2 separate regions of the Mus musculus genome follow, and region 2 is linked to region 1. Evidence: chromatin contacts called from public promoter capture Hi-C data. All regions are on one chromosome and are shown on one strand. The core of a region is the stretch at or near the end of the contact, and the rest is flanking DNA. Distances in the headings are between cores, read along the strand shown. Region 1 holds the start of Gfpt2 (glutamine fructose-6-phosphate transaminase 2). Region 2 holds the start of Zfp62 (zinc finger protein 62).

Region 1 (6,801 bases), core at 2,557-5,056:
AGAGATGCTGTGAATGCCTTACCATATGGCCCAGCAACTAACTATTAAATAAATGAGGAAGTCTATTTGGTCCAACTAGGAATGTGGCACTATGTCCATGAAGCTGGAGGTATTCAAATGATCTTTCACTCGCCTTCTGACAGTGATGGGTCTAGTCTGAGAGTGCTAGGACCAGGGTGCTTGGGTGTATGGGGGTTCAGGAAGCCCGTTTATGAATCTCTGAATTGGGCCCTCAAGGGCAAGACTTGAGCAGCCAGGATTCTAAATATTTGAAAAGACTCTGTAGAGGTTTTGCTTTATGTGAGGAAAGTCTATACGGATGAGAGCAAAGGGGCTCAAGGGGCTCAAACTGTTTCAGATAATCCAAGAATCCAAAGAACCATCACAAGTGTCCTTTAAAGAAGGGGAGCCTGGCCATGGAAGAGGAGGGGGTCATGTGACCACAAGAATGGCGTGATGCTGTGCCCCTAGCCAGGCAGGCCTGTGAGCTCCTCTCTCTGCAGAGCTCACACTTAAACCTGGAGGCCCTACCGCAGGCCTCTCTCATTCCTCTTGCCCATTAGCTCTCAGTCTCTCTATGCGGTCCCAAACTTCTGGGAGTCAACAGGTAGCTCTGTGATGTTTCAATGAGTGAGACATCCAAGAAAGAGCCAGTGTCCATCACCTAAAAGACCACCAGAATGCTCCTCAGAAATACGGACTCAAGGTTGCTCATCTTTGAATCCTTTTTAAGATTAAAGAAAAATGTATATGAACTCTCCTAATTTTGAAATCTGATAACTAAAAAAAATATTTAAACCCTATGCGTTGAACAAAAAGCTGTCTGTCTGCCTGGTTCAGCCTGGTACTGCCAGGGTGTAGCCTATGTCTGAGGTATCTTTTGTGTAGCAGCATTTGCCAGCTGAGATGATCTTGTTGCTGGAGAGTGACTGGCTTACAGAATGGCCATTTTCTTCACCTGTCCCTTCTTAGAAGTAATGAGTGGCACAGCCACATGCCCTTTAGAACCTCAGAGCATAGAAAACATAGAACCTCTCCACAGGCAATCATTTGCGATTTCATGAAGAATAAAAGCAGGAAGGAAAGGAAGACCACAAAGGGGGCAGGGAGAAAGAACACAGTAACCTTCCTATTGGCAGGAAGTCAACAGAATGCAGGGAACTCTGATGTCAATAAAACTGCACGTGGGTACCTACGAGGGTTGGCTTAATAGTGGCTCTTTCTAGAATCACCTGGGAAGCGAGTCTCAATGAAGGTGGATTTAAGTTGGCCTGTGGGCATGCTTGTAGTAGATATTTTGACTTGTATTAGTTTAGATAGAAAGGCTCACCTTAAATATAGATGGGGCCATTTTGTGGGTTGTGTGCTAGGTTGAATGGAAGAAGGCAGGTCGCTAGGGAAGGCGGATTGCTAAGTGCTGCATGCGTTCACTCCTGTTCTCTGCTCTCGCCTGGACTTAATCTACCTGGGTCCCTCACATTCCTGCAACCTGGATTCCCACACAATGATGGACTGTAACTTGGGACAAGTCCTTTCTCTCTTAAGTTGCTTCTGCCAGGATGTTTTCTCTCAGCAACAGGAAAGGAAGCTAAGACAACATTTAAGGGTCAGCTTAACTCTTGGTACACTAAAGCACATCTGTTCTCTTTGAGGGTTGGTTCCTGTTGGGCCCCAGCTTTCTGTGGATGGAGACATCATTGGATGTCATATCTCATCAGCTTACCATCCCATAAGGCCTTTGGTCTTGATCCCTGAAACCTGAGGCTGCTTTGAATGAAAGCAGCAGACATGGCCCAGGACATTGAAATGACCTTAAGGTTCCTATTCAGACAGGCCTCCCTGGGGCTCAGTTTCCCCCAAATGTAGAGTGAAACTGATTCAATATTTGTTGTACCCTTGTGCCAAAAACACGATCATTATCATTTTTTTTTCTGTAAAAGTCACTAAATTGCAAGTGAAAACGACCATAAAAGGAAAGCCAGTATCCAGTGCAGAACACGAAGTCCAAGAGCACCCAGACCAGTATGCTCAATTCCAGGCAGCTGGCTGGGTCAGACATCAGCAAGGACGGCTTCAAAAAAAAAAAAAACCCTGAAGTTTGAGGAGTTAACCTCGCCTAGCTCATCTGGCTCCTTTGATTCTGGTTCTGAATAGGCGCACAGCTGGGCCAAGACTTCTACTGCATCCTAGACATTCTTTGGTGACCTCAAAGCACTTCTCATACTCAGTCACAAATCAATACCAAAGTCTAGAAAGGAGACGGGTTGGTTATAACCCAAACCCCATCTCTTCCAAAGGGTTGGAGGAGACAGTTCTCCAGAGCTTGGAAAGACACAGAAGAAAGGCAGACGCCAGGAGGAAACAGGGTGGGAAGCTGAGGTGGTTGATGGTGGAGATGCAGGGCCATCTGAGAGGCTCAGCAAGGAAAGCCCTGGAGCTCAAGTAGTTTCAGGTCTCTTGCTAAAGTCTGGTTCTAAAGCCACCGGTGGCTAAAGATCTACAAGAACTCAAACGGGGGGGGGGGGCGGGCGGGGGGCGGGTTGAATCTGACAAAACTTATACATTTGTTTCATTTCAGTGTCCAGAAACGCCTGAAGCAACCTTTCACACACGTTGCCAAAGGATGCCCAGGAGTCCTAAGATTCTGTCTGAGGATCCAGGATTTTAAACTGACCCCGGCTCTCTCTGGATGAGGCTGCGTCCCCATGGTTCCTGCCTAATCCTTGCTCTGTGGTTCCTTTCTCCTGGTCTCCTGGCTCATGAAACAAGGCCTGTACAGACCTTGGCTTTGGACTCACCCACTGGCACACCCCACCCCACAAGCCTTCAGCAAAGTCAGAGAGGCGCCTTTCATGGCTTCAAAAGTTCCACCAGGTTCTCCAGCCGCAGGGGGCTGGAGTGGGTAACTGAATCCTACTCAAGGCAGGAAAAAAAAAAGCGCACAGTGACCTTTTGTCCCAGAAGTTCCCGGCTTTCCCCGGCCAGCCAGCCAGCGGAGGCGGCCCAGCCAGCCAGGAGGGTAAGGAATTGCAGATGTGCGCCCAGGGCGGCCGCCTCCCTTCTGCTCTCAAAACCCGGCTGGACACCTCGGCGTCGCTCCGGGCTGCGCAGCTATCCGGTCCAGGGCTCCCGCTCCTAGCTTTGGGCCAAGGCTCCGGGGAAGTCACTATCTATCCTGTCGCCAAGAGCTCGTTCCAGCAAAGCTTTTCCACAGTTCCCACCCTTCTAGGGACAGGAGATTCTTTTTGAGTCGCAAGCAAGATGGGCAAACCTTTCTGAGCGCACCAGGAGCTGTTTGGGACGCCCCGGGGCGGGCTGCTGACACCGCACAGGTGAGGTCTCCTGTCCTCGGTGGGCGCGGCAAACTGGGACTCTGGACCACCACTCCGAGCCCGGAATGATGAGGTTGCTCGTGGCGGCCTTTGTGGGCCAAGTGAAGGAAGCACCCTCCTGGTGGAGACACCTCTGTGTTGCGGGGCTCCTTTTCTGGGACCTGCCTCGTTGCCCCTGCTCTGTGAGGTCCTGGCTTGGTTCCTCTTACACGGAGTTTAGTCGTCCTCCTCCCCACGCCCCCATGTCCCCGAGACGTCACTCTGGGTCCGCGCGCGGGGAAGGAAGGCCTGGCTAATGAAAGCCCCACAATCGCCGCCCCTAGCAGGTCCCCTGTGCCTGGCTCTCTGGCCTAGGCTCTGAGGGAGAAGGCCGCTGTGCACTCACCGCACATGGTGGCTCCGATCGCTCCAGACGCTCAGACGACTCGCTGCGCCTCGCGCTCCCTGGCTCAGGCTCCCGCCGCTCGGTCTCCTGCCCTTATAGCCAGCCAGTAGCCCTCCGAGAGGGGTGGGGCTGGGGCGGAGCCTCCTGCCGCCTGCTTGCTCCTTATTGGTTTCTGGTTGTCGTGACAACAGCGGGGGGCCCCCAAGACTCAGGGTAAGGGGTGAGGGGCGGCTCCCAAGCTCCAGTCTCTACTGTAAGGGGAGGGAGGAAGCCCAATCGGTGGTAAACACCTTGAGTTGGAATTTTGAGTCAGTCATATTAGACGTGAAACTTTAGCAAGGGGGACAGATCGCTCCGTGCCTCAGTTTCTTCATTTGTAAAATGTGATAATAATAAAATGTACCTCTCAGATCCTCCTGAGGTTAAGGCCAGACAGACTGTGTAGACACAGAGTACAACCAATCTGTCTCTCTCTGTCTCTGTCTCCCTCTCTGCCTTTCTCTCTCTGTCTCTCTGTCTCTCTCTCTGTCTCTCTGTCTCTCTCTCTGTCTCTCTCTCTCTCTCTCTCTCACACACACACACACACACACACACACACACACACACACACACAGAGTGGACTCCTATTCTTGCAACATGCCCCACTCACTATTCCAAACTTCTTTCAGAGCAAGAAAAAGTAGCACACACTAGGCTTGTGAACTTCTTCCAAGCCTGCCAGGAGCAAACTGGGCTTGGCTGAAAAAGGGAGAAAATTGAAGCTCCTTATTAAGATATAAGATATTGACCAAGATGTGCCAGAGCCCGGACCTGAGAGGTGCAGGGGGTAGGCATCCCCCAGGTCTAAAGGAAAGCTGGGCCGCCCCGGAAACCGCCCCATAATGGAGATGCGCTGGCAGACCCGTCTGGCAAGCCGTGAGCCTGCATCCAAGCCAGGGGCTCCACCGCCCCACAGTGACCTGGAGCCTTGGTTCGACCCTGCGACGGATGAGTCACGAGGCTGGCTTTCCCCCGCCCTAGTTCCCGGCTGTCTCCTCCTCTCCTCTCTGTTCTCCAGCCCCCTCATCTCCTGAGAAAAGACCTGGCCCAATATTTGCTCACTTTGAAGCCATCTGTGTGTGCATGGTTTAACTTAAATAAATAAATAAATTGTTGAAATCTAAATCAATGGTATTCCCCAATTATAGTTTTTAAAGAGAAAAACTAGCGTAAGTCTTGTGTTTGGCGTTTTTTTTTTGTTTTGTTTTTTTTTTTTTCCGTAGCTTTGCAGCTCCCTGGGAATGGAGGTGTTGTGCCCACTGAGGAGTTTGAAATTCGATGGTACTGACTGAGAAGGTTGGGCTGAATCATCTGATGCCTAAAGCTGACTCAGGAGCAGCACTGCTCCTTCACCTCAGCGACGCAAGGTGACACTCATTCATTCATTTACCCATTCATCATTCATTCCCAAATCTGCACTTCACATCTCTCCTGGTGATAGGAACTTAATGAATGAAGACAGATCCAGCCTCCTGGCTCTTACAAAACAATGGGTGGGGCAGACACTAAGCTGGTGGTCACATAGGAAATTGGACATCTGACATCTCTGTAGAGAAGGCCCTGGGCTGGGCAGAACTCCACAGAAGGGGACAAGAAACAGGCCTTCTACTGGCACCAAAATACCAGGATCCCCGTGTCCTTGCATAGTGCATATCTGTCCTCCACTTTTATTGTAATTTTGTGTCTCCATATGAAAAGTGGCAGGGGTGACTGCTATGACCCCTGGAGGCATCCTTTGCTTTTGGGACCAGTAGGCCTGGGAGCCTTTGGAAGAGTCATAGCCACTGGACTCACCTGGCTCTAGGATTGGTCAGGGATTTTATGTGACCATGCTCAACAACCTCCTGCATTTGGAGACATAGAGGAAACAGAAAAGAACAGATTCTCTTGGTACAGCTGTATGGGGGATAGTTTGGGGAGTTAGTGATCACATTTGGGATGAGATAGAGGGTGTCTAAGAGTGGAACGAGCCAGAGTAAATTGGATCCTTAGATGGACAAAGTTACACATTTCCAGAGCCCTGACTGTTCATGGATTTTTTTCATAATCACAGCTCTGTGGTTTAAACATGTCCCCAAAGCAAGTGCTGTGTGATACAATTTTCAATGATCTACTATTACCAGGCAGGACCTCTGAAAATCGATTGGGCTACGAAGGCTGCACCTCCACCAACAAATTAATGCTAATTAAAAGAGTGCACGGACCTTTGAGTATAGCCTCTCACATCCTCTAGATCGAGGTTATCTTCCTGTAGGATAATATGACAGGAAGATCCATGCCAGACACCACCCCTCACTTACCGACCTCCTAGCCTCTAAAAACCACAAGGCTATAAGGATTTATTACTTAGGAATCACCTAGCCTATGGCGTTCTGTGAGAGAAAACTTAATAAATTCCTATCTTTACTTGACTACCCACTGCAGTCGCTTCTGTCATGTGAGACTAAGTGCAGCCCTGACACCTTCACCCTACAAGTACTCTGACCAGAGAGAGGTTCGGTGGAATGCTCAGGTAGGGAGCGACAGCCCTAGTCCATTAGGTCCTTGTTGGAGGTAACTTTCATGTCCTCATCCTAGTCAGGGACCTGCTCCAATGTATGCAAGAAATCCCCAAAGAGTCAAACCATCGATGAGGATTTAGCTGTGGGAGTTCAGGTATGGACCCTTTTGGAGGACAGAAGCAGTGGAAAGGAGCATCAGAACCTCTCTCAGCATGGCTTGTACCTCTCTTTAGAGGAGGGTGAGCCTGTATACCCATAGGCAGAACCCTGTCTACCCATTCAGAGCAGGCTGCTGTACCTGGCCTGGGGGCCCTGGATGTCCAGTACTAACATGCTGTCTATGGGTGATTCTAGCACCACTTTTCAGGGACACTTTGACCCCACTGGCCAAGAAGGTGAGGCATGTATTGGCTTCTTCACCTATACACGTGTCTCAACCCTCTCTGTAGTTGGGAGATTTACTCTCTGCTCCTCTCTGGCCCATGGCCATTCTACCTGAATAGCCCAGTGAAGCTCCACAGCTATCCTCCTGACATGGTATGTG
Region 2 (7,452 bases), core at 525-3,024, 590 kb after region 1:
AAATGGTTAACAAGATTTGTTTCTATTATTTAAAAATTAGGAATAAGGACAGGAGGGATTTTTATAATGAAATATTCTCATAGTAGTGAAAGAGATACTTTTAGATACTCCAGCAATAAGGGAAGCAAGAGAGCATGAAGGGCAGTGGAGAGATTTTTCTGAAGCTAAGGGCCCACTCAGAGATTAGCTTGAAGCAATTAGTGTAGCCCATTTAACTGAATGCAAAACAACAAAAAATACCTTATTAACCTCAGTCCCTCTTAATTTCAAAATCCTTATCCTAATACAGAATCATTCCACATAATACCATTTGGCAAAAAACACTAGAAACAACTCAAAGATTATCAACTGCAGTCTAGAGATTTATCTAAAGCATCCTTTAAAATGGCCAATCTGCTACATGTTTGTAAAACAAACAACCCACCCGTTTCCGTATGAGTTCTGTAAAACAGATTCAGTAAAAGAAACAGAGAAGCAGGACTTATTATGCTACCACCTGTCTGAATAAAAGAGGAACGACTTATATATTTGCTAGTATTTAAATGAAGAAGTCCTTAAAGTCTACTCAACATCTTAACAAAAGTGTTTACCTTTTAAGGTAGGGCCCAGAACAACCTTTGAGAACAGTAAAAGAAAATCTTGTTTTCATATTTTGCATTAAATTTTTGTTTTTTAAAAATCTTTGTATTTTAATGCCTTGGACACGTGAGCATTACGTATTCAAACACACACACACACACACACACACACACACACCCCAGACAAAAGCGCACACACACACACACACACACACACACACCCCAGACAGACAAAAGCTTCAGGCGTACACAAACGGTCTTGGCCATCTAGACTAACCATCTTAAGATAACACACTAGCCGCGGCTCTCTCCACCTGACCTTTCTTTCTTTCACACCGCTGCCCCAGGACTTCCCCAAGCGATCACTTGGGTTCAAGTGCCTTCGCTGGCTTTTCCCTAGGCCAACACTTTCTCAGTTTGCGGTGGGGTGGGGGTGGGGTAGGGCAGATGGCGGCCTCCGGTTGCACCCACTGCTCTACAGATGAGTTTCTCCTAGGAGAGGGCCAGGAAGTGGAGAACGGTCTGCTTCCAGAGCCGCAAGTGTCTCTCAACACCTCTCCCCCACCAAAATGACGGGAAGAGGTGACCGAATCAGGTCATCTCCAAGTCTCAGAAACAAACTTAACCGCAATCAGGGCAAATTTTTAGGCGCTAATAATCGGGATTCTCCTCTTTCTAAGCCCGAAACGGCCATGACAGTCAAGGAACACCGGGGCGGACTCTGGCCCTTCCTCGGCCCAGGGCCTGCTCCGATGGCAGCCTGCCCGCGCGCCGGGCCCGAACCAGGGCTCTTCCTTCCCCTTCACTCCTAGAGGACGCTCCCCAGGGCGTGTGGAAAGTCACGCTCTCCCTCCCCCACTAGGACCCGCCCGGGACCGGAGGGCAGAGAAGGGAAGGGCGTGGCGGGCCGGGGAGAGGCGGGAGCGTCGGCAGCCCGGGACTCACGTACTGGCTGTGGCGGCACCGCGGGAGCCCGGCCGCCGGCGGGACAAAAGCGCGGACTGCCTGGCCGGAAAGACCCGAGCCGCAGGGGCACTTCCGAGGCCGCTCTGGGAAGCTGGAGGACTGACTCGATGGTCGGGCTCTGATCGCGCACGTGACCCGCAGTTTGTGGGTGCTCTGCTGGCCTCCTAATCCCGGCTGGTCTGCCCGGAGAGGAAGGGGGTTCTAGTTGTCTTGGACTTTTATTGCAATTCCGGGGTGCATTGGGGGCGGGTATAATCAAGTGGTGTGGTAAAATAGATACTTCACTTCCTGCTTGTGAAGCTGAGCTCATAGTTAACAAGCGAGGCTGGGGAGAGTCTTAGGAGGGAGGGCTGGGCTCCTGGGAGAAAGCGGAATATGGGGGTCCCATACCCCTTATTTCTAAAAGACCCTCCTCTCCCAAAGCCAAGACCCTCAACAAAGCTCAAATTTCCAGGAAGCCTGCTATTCGGAGACTGCAGAAGAAAAGTAACTGTCTCTCTCCCGGATACCAGCAGCTTCGTGTTTGTTTTCCAATGAGGACAAGCGACAGAGGTGAATATTTACTTACCAAAGCAGACCTGGCTCCATGTTGGGAACAGCATCTGTCCCAACCAGGCATACCCTGATCTCAACTTCCCAGCCCAGGGGCTGAGCTGCCCTTTCCCCCAGAGGTTCCTCCCTATATAATCTAGAAGTTTTGGTCACTCTTGCTTGCTCTTTTTCTCTTCCTTTATCTGAGTGCACCCCCCCCCCCCCCATGGGGACTTTCCTGGCCTCAGTCCTCGGAGCTAGTGAACTCGCCCACAGGAGAGCAGCTTCTCCGTAAACCTGCCTTTAATCTAATCTAACTTGAATTGGCTCCTTTCCGTGGTGGCAGAGAAATAACCTATCACAGCTACCTTCCCCGTTCTGCCTCTAACAAAATCCCCCTCACCCTCCCCCACCCGTAACTACAAAACTCCAGTTTAAAGCCTGTAATCTGCACCAGTCTACTCCTGTTTTTTATATCTTTGTAGGCAAGCCCTAACTCACCTTAATGACTTGGAAATGTAGAAGGAATGGCAATTTGAGTGTAGTAGTATCTCGACTGCATTTGGGCACTAAGGTCTATGCATCTCTAAGGTGGTCAGGGCAAGTGGAAAGTCTGCGGTAATGTCCAGCAGAGTAGGAAAACAGTGAAGCCCAAGATGGAGCAGGGTCCTAGGTCCTTGTCAGGCCAGCAAGCAGCAAGTTATGGAGAAGAACATGGACAAGTTAGGGGTTGTTGGGGGATTCTTCTACAACCCAAACAGTAGCTGAGACACAGCTACAAGTGCTTCAAATGTGACCAGTGCCACTGAAGACCAAGTGTCTAATTACATTTCATTGAAATAGCCACATGAGTGCTAGGATCCCACTTACTGGATAGCACAACTCTGGGAAGAGCTTTGGGCACTTCTTTGAGGCCTCTAGAAGAGTCCATAGTCTAAATTAAAGGCTATCACATTAGGCTGGCCTGCTCACATTCCAAGATTTTGGATTTTTGTTTGTTTGTTTTTCCTTTTAGATAATTAAGTATAAAAATAATTATATCTGGATTGGGACACTTTTATTTAGTAAAGGATAGCAAAGGATCATAAAGCCTAAATAAATCATCTTGATTAGGTAACGTTTATTGTGGACAATGTTTTTATTTTCCACCATGGTTTTTGTTATTCAGGCAATTTTTTTTTTGGCCTTGTATTCACACACACACACACACACACACACACACACACACAGAGAGAGAGAGAGAGAGAGAGAGAGAGACATAGACACAGACAGACACATAGACACAGACACACACACACACAAACACAGACATTCACGTGGACACACAAACACACAGAGACACACACAGAGTCCTTTTTTTAGCACTTGTCCTTTGGAACAGCTACCAAGACTGTCTACCTGTTGTATAGCTACTATGTACATTTGGTGGCTAATAAACACATGCAATATGGCTAGTATGAACTAAGATATATTATAAATGTAAAATTGGCACTGGATATCCAAGCTAAGAAAAAAAAAGAATAAAAACAGAATAGTTACCTAGTGATAACCACCATTTATATAAGATCCCACACACTTTTTTTTTTTTTGAACAAATTCTTACTCTGTAATTCTGGCTGGCCTCAAACTCACTATGTAGATCAAGCTGGCCTTGAATTTACAGAGATCTGCCTGTCTGTATGCTACCACACACAGACTTCCTTCCTTTTTCTACCACCAGTTGAATGGATTTTTTCTTTTTTAGAGTGTTGCAATCATGCTACCTATGCACTTTTTAGTGATTTAAAATATAGTGTTATTCATTATGATTTCTCATAATGCTGTTTTCTGTGTTGTTCTGTTGAATTAGAATCTCATTAGCCATTCTCCTCTTGTTCATGTATGAAGTGCTTCCTAATTAAGTGTATAAAAACTAAATTAGGTCTATAATAAACAATACTGTACAACAGTTTTTCTGTATGCATCTTGGACAAAGAGAGGACATTTTTACAAGTCCTAAAATAAGGACAGTAAGGACTGGGGCACTAGAGAGTGTGGCAGGGGAAACAGTGAAAGCAATGAGAGAGCCAGAAGATAACTACCTACCAGTTACTATCATTACTTCCTGTTGCAGCTGGATAAGAAAAAAAAAAACATAGAATATAAACACTGCAAAGCAAGCATATAATTATCCTACTTTCAGATAACAAGATTTTATTTTTATTGAGCTCAAGGGAATTAACTTGGAAAACCAGAATAAACAATGAGACAACACTGTAAAGTATGTGTTTTCAGAATTAACAGAGAAAGCAATAGTTTCCTTATGCATAAACTATAATTCTAATAAATGAAGCAAAAGTACATTTATAATAGGAACCAGCAGAAAATGAAATAGGAGCTAACAATACACCTGCACGACCTATATGAAGAAACTTTGCAGTGTTCCCGGGAACGCAGAAGTGCAACTGAACGTATGCAAAGTTTCCTGGATTCCACTGAGAGGAATGACTCAGACTCAAAGGTGCCCCCTTCTCATCTGTAATGACTCTCGTAACTACAGTCACAACCTCTTTGCAACCCACCATTGGTCCTGAAGTTTACATGGACAATGAGTAGAGACTCTTGCTTATTTCTAGCCAGTAAATGCCTTAGAGAAAGAACCAGAGACGGGGGAGGACTACTAAAACTTATCAGTAATTAAGTGGACATATTTCCAAGGCAGGCTTATAAACTAATTAAAGAGCAACATAGGGTCGGCATTTAATATTTTAAATCAGTGTGGGGAAGATAGCACGGGACAACTGGGAGGCATTTCAAAGCAGATAAATTTTGATTTAAACTTAAATTTAAATATAAATATGTATAAAAGATTTAAGTGTAAAATGCAAGTATGAACCATGAGTGGGGTTGAGAAGGGTGCATCTGCTTTTAGTCTCAGACATGTAAGAGGCTGAGGCACCAAGATGACTTAAGCCCAGGGTATCGAGGGCAACCCAGCAAACCTCTGTCATCAATAAATAAATTTGCACATGTTAGTCGCCAGCACTACTAGTCCCACTTCAGTACAACTGTTAGGAAAACAGCCCCAGAGAAATTATGATCATACTGGAATACTGAAATGCTTTCCTTTTTAAAAATTATACCTTAAAAGATAAGTAGTGGGGCACAAAGGATGGCAAACTCAAACACCCCATAGTCAAATACTCTATGGAAAAATCACTACAAAGAAAATAAAAATGCAATTTACTACCTACGAAAAATATTTACATCTTATGTCACAAAGAACCATTCCCTCCACCCCCCAACCACAGGTTTTTCTAAAAGTCATAAGGAAGATGGAGGATTCAGAGAAAGCTCCTACAAATAACTTATAAAAAGATACAAACCATGGGCTGGAGAGATGACTCATGGGTTTAGAGCACTTGCGGCTCTTGCAAAGGTCTGGAGTTTGTGTCTCAGCACCCACACAGCGGCTCATAATTATAACTTCAGTTGCAGTCTTCTTACCTACACAGGCACTAGGAATGGACACAGGGACACTTCCATACATATATACAAGCGAAACACTCATATACATAAATAATATCCTTTTTCAAACAATGCAAACCCAAACTTGACAGAAACACATTTTTTTTTTCCTATCAGAATGGCAGGTACCTATGTCTGGAACAACCATACTGGGTAGAACTCTGCTGTGCGGGCCAGAGTGTCCTGGCTGAACTTCTGGGGAAGACACTAGGCAGCATGGATTCATGTGCACACAGTTTCTGCCATAGCAGTTATGCTGTAGACACTCACCATGTGGCATAACTATAGTGCTATACTTTGCATCCAAAATGTCCTTAAGAGACTTTTGTGTTAGTGTTGGGATAAAGTTCTGGTGTACCATGTAAAGATTGTATTTTTCATATGTTGAATTCTGTACGTGCACAGAGTTGAGTGTAGGCAGGACCTTGGTATTGTTCTTTTTATTGAATCATCACTTGCCTGAGTACTTTGTAAATATTCTTCTTCCTCACCTTGTGATTGGTTTAATAAAGAGCTAACAGCCCATAGCAGGACAGGGGAGGAAAGGCAGGACTTTGGGGCAAGACTAGGAACTCTGGAAAAGAATTGAGAGGTGGAATTCGCCAGTCAGACACAGAGGAAGTCAGGTGTACAGGGAATGAATGAGAGGTAATGAACCATGTGACAAATGTGGACCAGATAAACTGGTTATTAAGTTATACAAGCCTAAGGTATAAGGACTAAGCTTTCATAAATAATAAAAGTCTCCACGTCATTGTTAGAGGCTGCCAGGTCGAGACAGGCTGGAGAAATATTGGAGTCTTAGTCACCAGACTGTGACATTATTAGGAGGTGGCTGAACCTACTGAAGGAAGTTAGGCCATTGAGAATGTGACCTGCTGGCTCTCTTTGCTTTCTGGCTGACTTGGGGTGGGCAGCTTTTCCTATACCACATGCTCCTACTACAATATACTATGCTGCCACAGACAGATCTAAAGCAATAGGGCCAAGAAATCATGGATTACAACTTCTGAAACTGTTAGCCAAATTAAGCCATTCTTCTCTTTAATTTGATTTAGCTTAGGTATTTCTCATCGTGACAGAAAACAGACTAACACACATTGTGAAATGACATAGTGAAAGGTGATTCGTCGTTGTATTAATTAAGTAAAATTATTTTTAGTAATATTTTTTGTGAGCGCCCGACTCACCAGCAAAGCAGACGCCACAACAGGGTCCTTCTGTACACGTTTATTGGGAGAGCTTGATTGCAGAGGTGAAAAGACCCTGAGCCCAGAACTGGTGCTGCTTATATAGGCCTAGGAGAGGTGTGTCTCACACCCGGATTGGTTATGCATTTACTACCTCATTTACATGTCTACATCCGATTGGTTATGCTCTCAGTACCTCACAGAACCTCATTAACATGCCCAGGCCTGGCAGTGACTCAGCAAAAAACTTTACTGCATATGTACACATTGGTTGTTTACCCCAACTTATGCGTGATGGCCAGCGGTAGCCAGCGCCACCTTGTAATGGCATATGTGGCTTCCCACAATTTTTAAGTAAAAGTCTAAAGTATGGAAGGAATACATGTATATTCACGTGTGGTTTCCCTGGGTTGCCATGATAAAACACTGCAAACAACAAAAACATACTGTCACACAATTCAGGATGCTTAAAACCCAAGATGAAAAGAGACGACAAGTCCAGGAAGGTGGCTCAGTGAGTAAGTAAGTGGGGTGCTTGCTGTGAAAGAGTGAGTCCTGGAATTTGGATCTGTAGCACACGTGTAAATAAGAAGACAAACTTGGCAGGACAGGTCTGCGACCGCAGAACCTGGATGTAGAAACCAGCAGTTCTATGTAGCTGGCTGAATCCATGAGCTTCC

The links. Capture Hi-C pulls out chosen DNA fragments and counts their contacts.
Region 2: a contact with region 1 is called in a promoter capture Hi-C map of pancreatic islet. The contact joins the promoter of Zfp62 here to the promoter of Gfpt2 in region 1. A contact is called at or near these places in 1 of 39 promoter capture datasets (cranial neural crest), 1 of 115 datasets of contacts at active chromatin or transcription factors (pancreatic cancer cells) and 1 of 9 other capture datasets (pancreatic islet).

What each region holds. Positions count from the first base shown.
Region 1 is chr11:49,791,160-49,797,960 of GRCm38.p6, reverse strand. Gfpt2 (glutamine fructose-6-phosphate transaminase 2) reads right to left here and starts at 3,806. Exons shown (of 19, transcript NM_013529.3): 1 at 3,718-3,806. The coding sequence starts at 3,724. Gm36507 (a long non-coding RNA gene) reads left to right here. Exons shown (of 4, transcript XR_003949545.1): 4 at 2,579-3,723.
Region 2 is chr11:49,197,614-49,205,065 of GRCm38.p6, reverse strand. It overlaps Zfp62 (zinc finger protein 62), which reads right to left and starts at 1,774. Exons shown (of 4, transcript NM_009562.3): 1 at 1,528-1,774.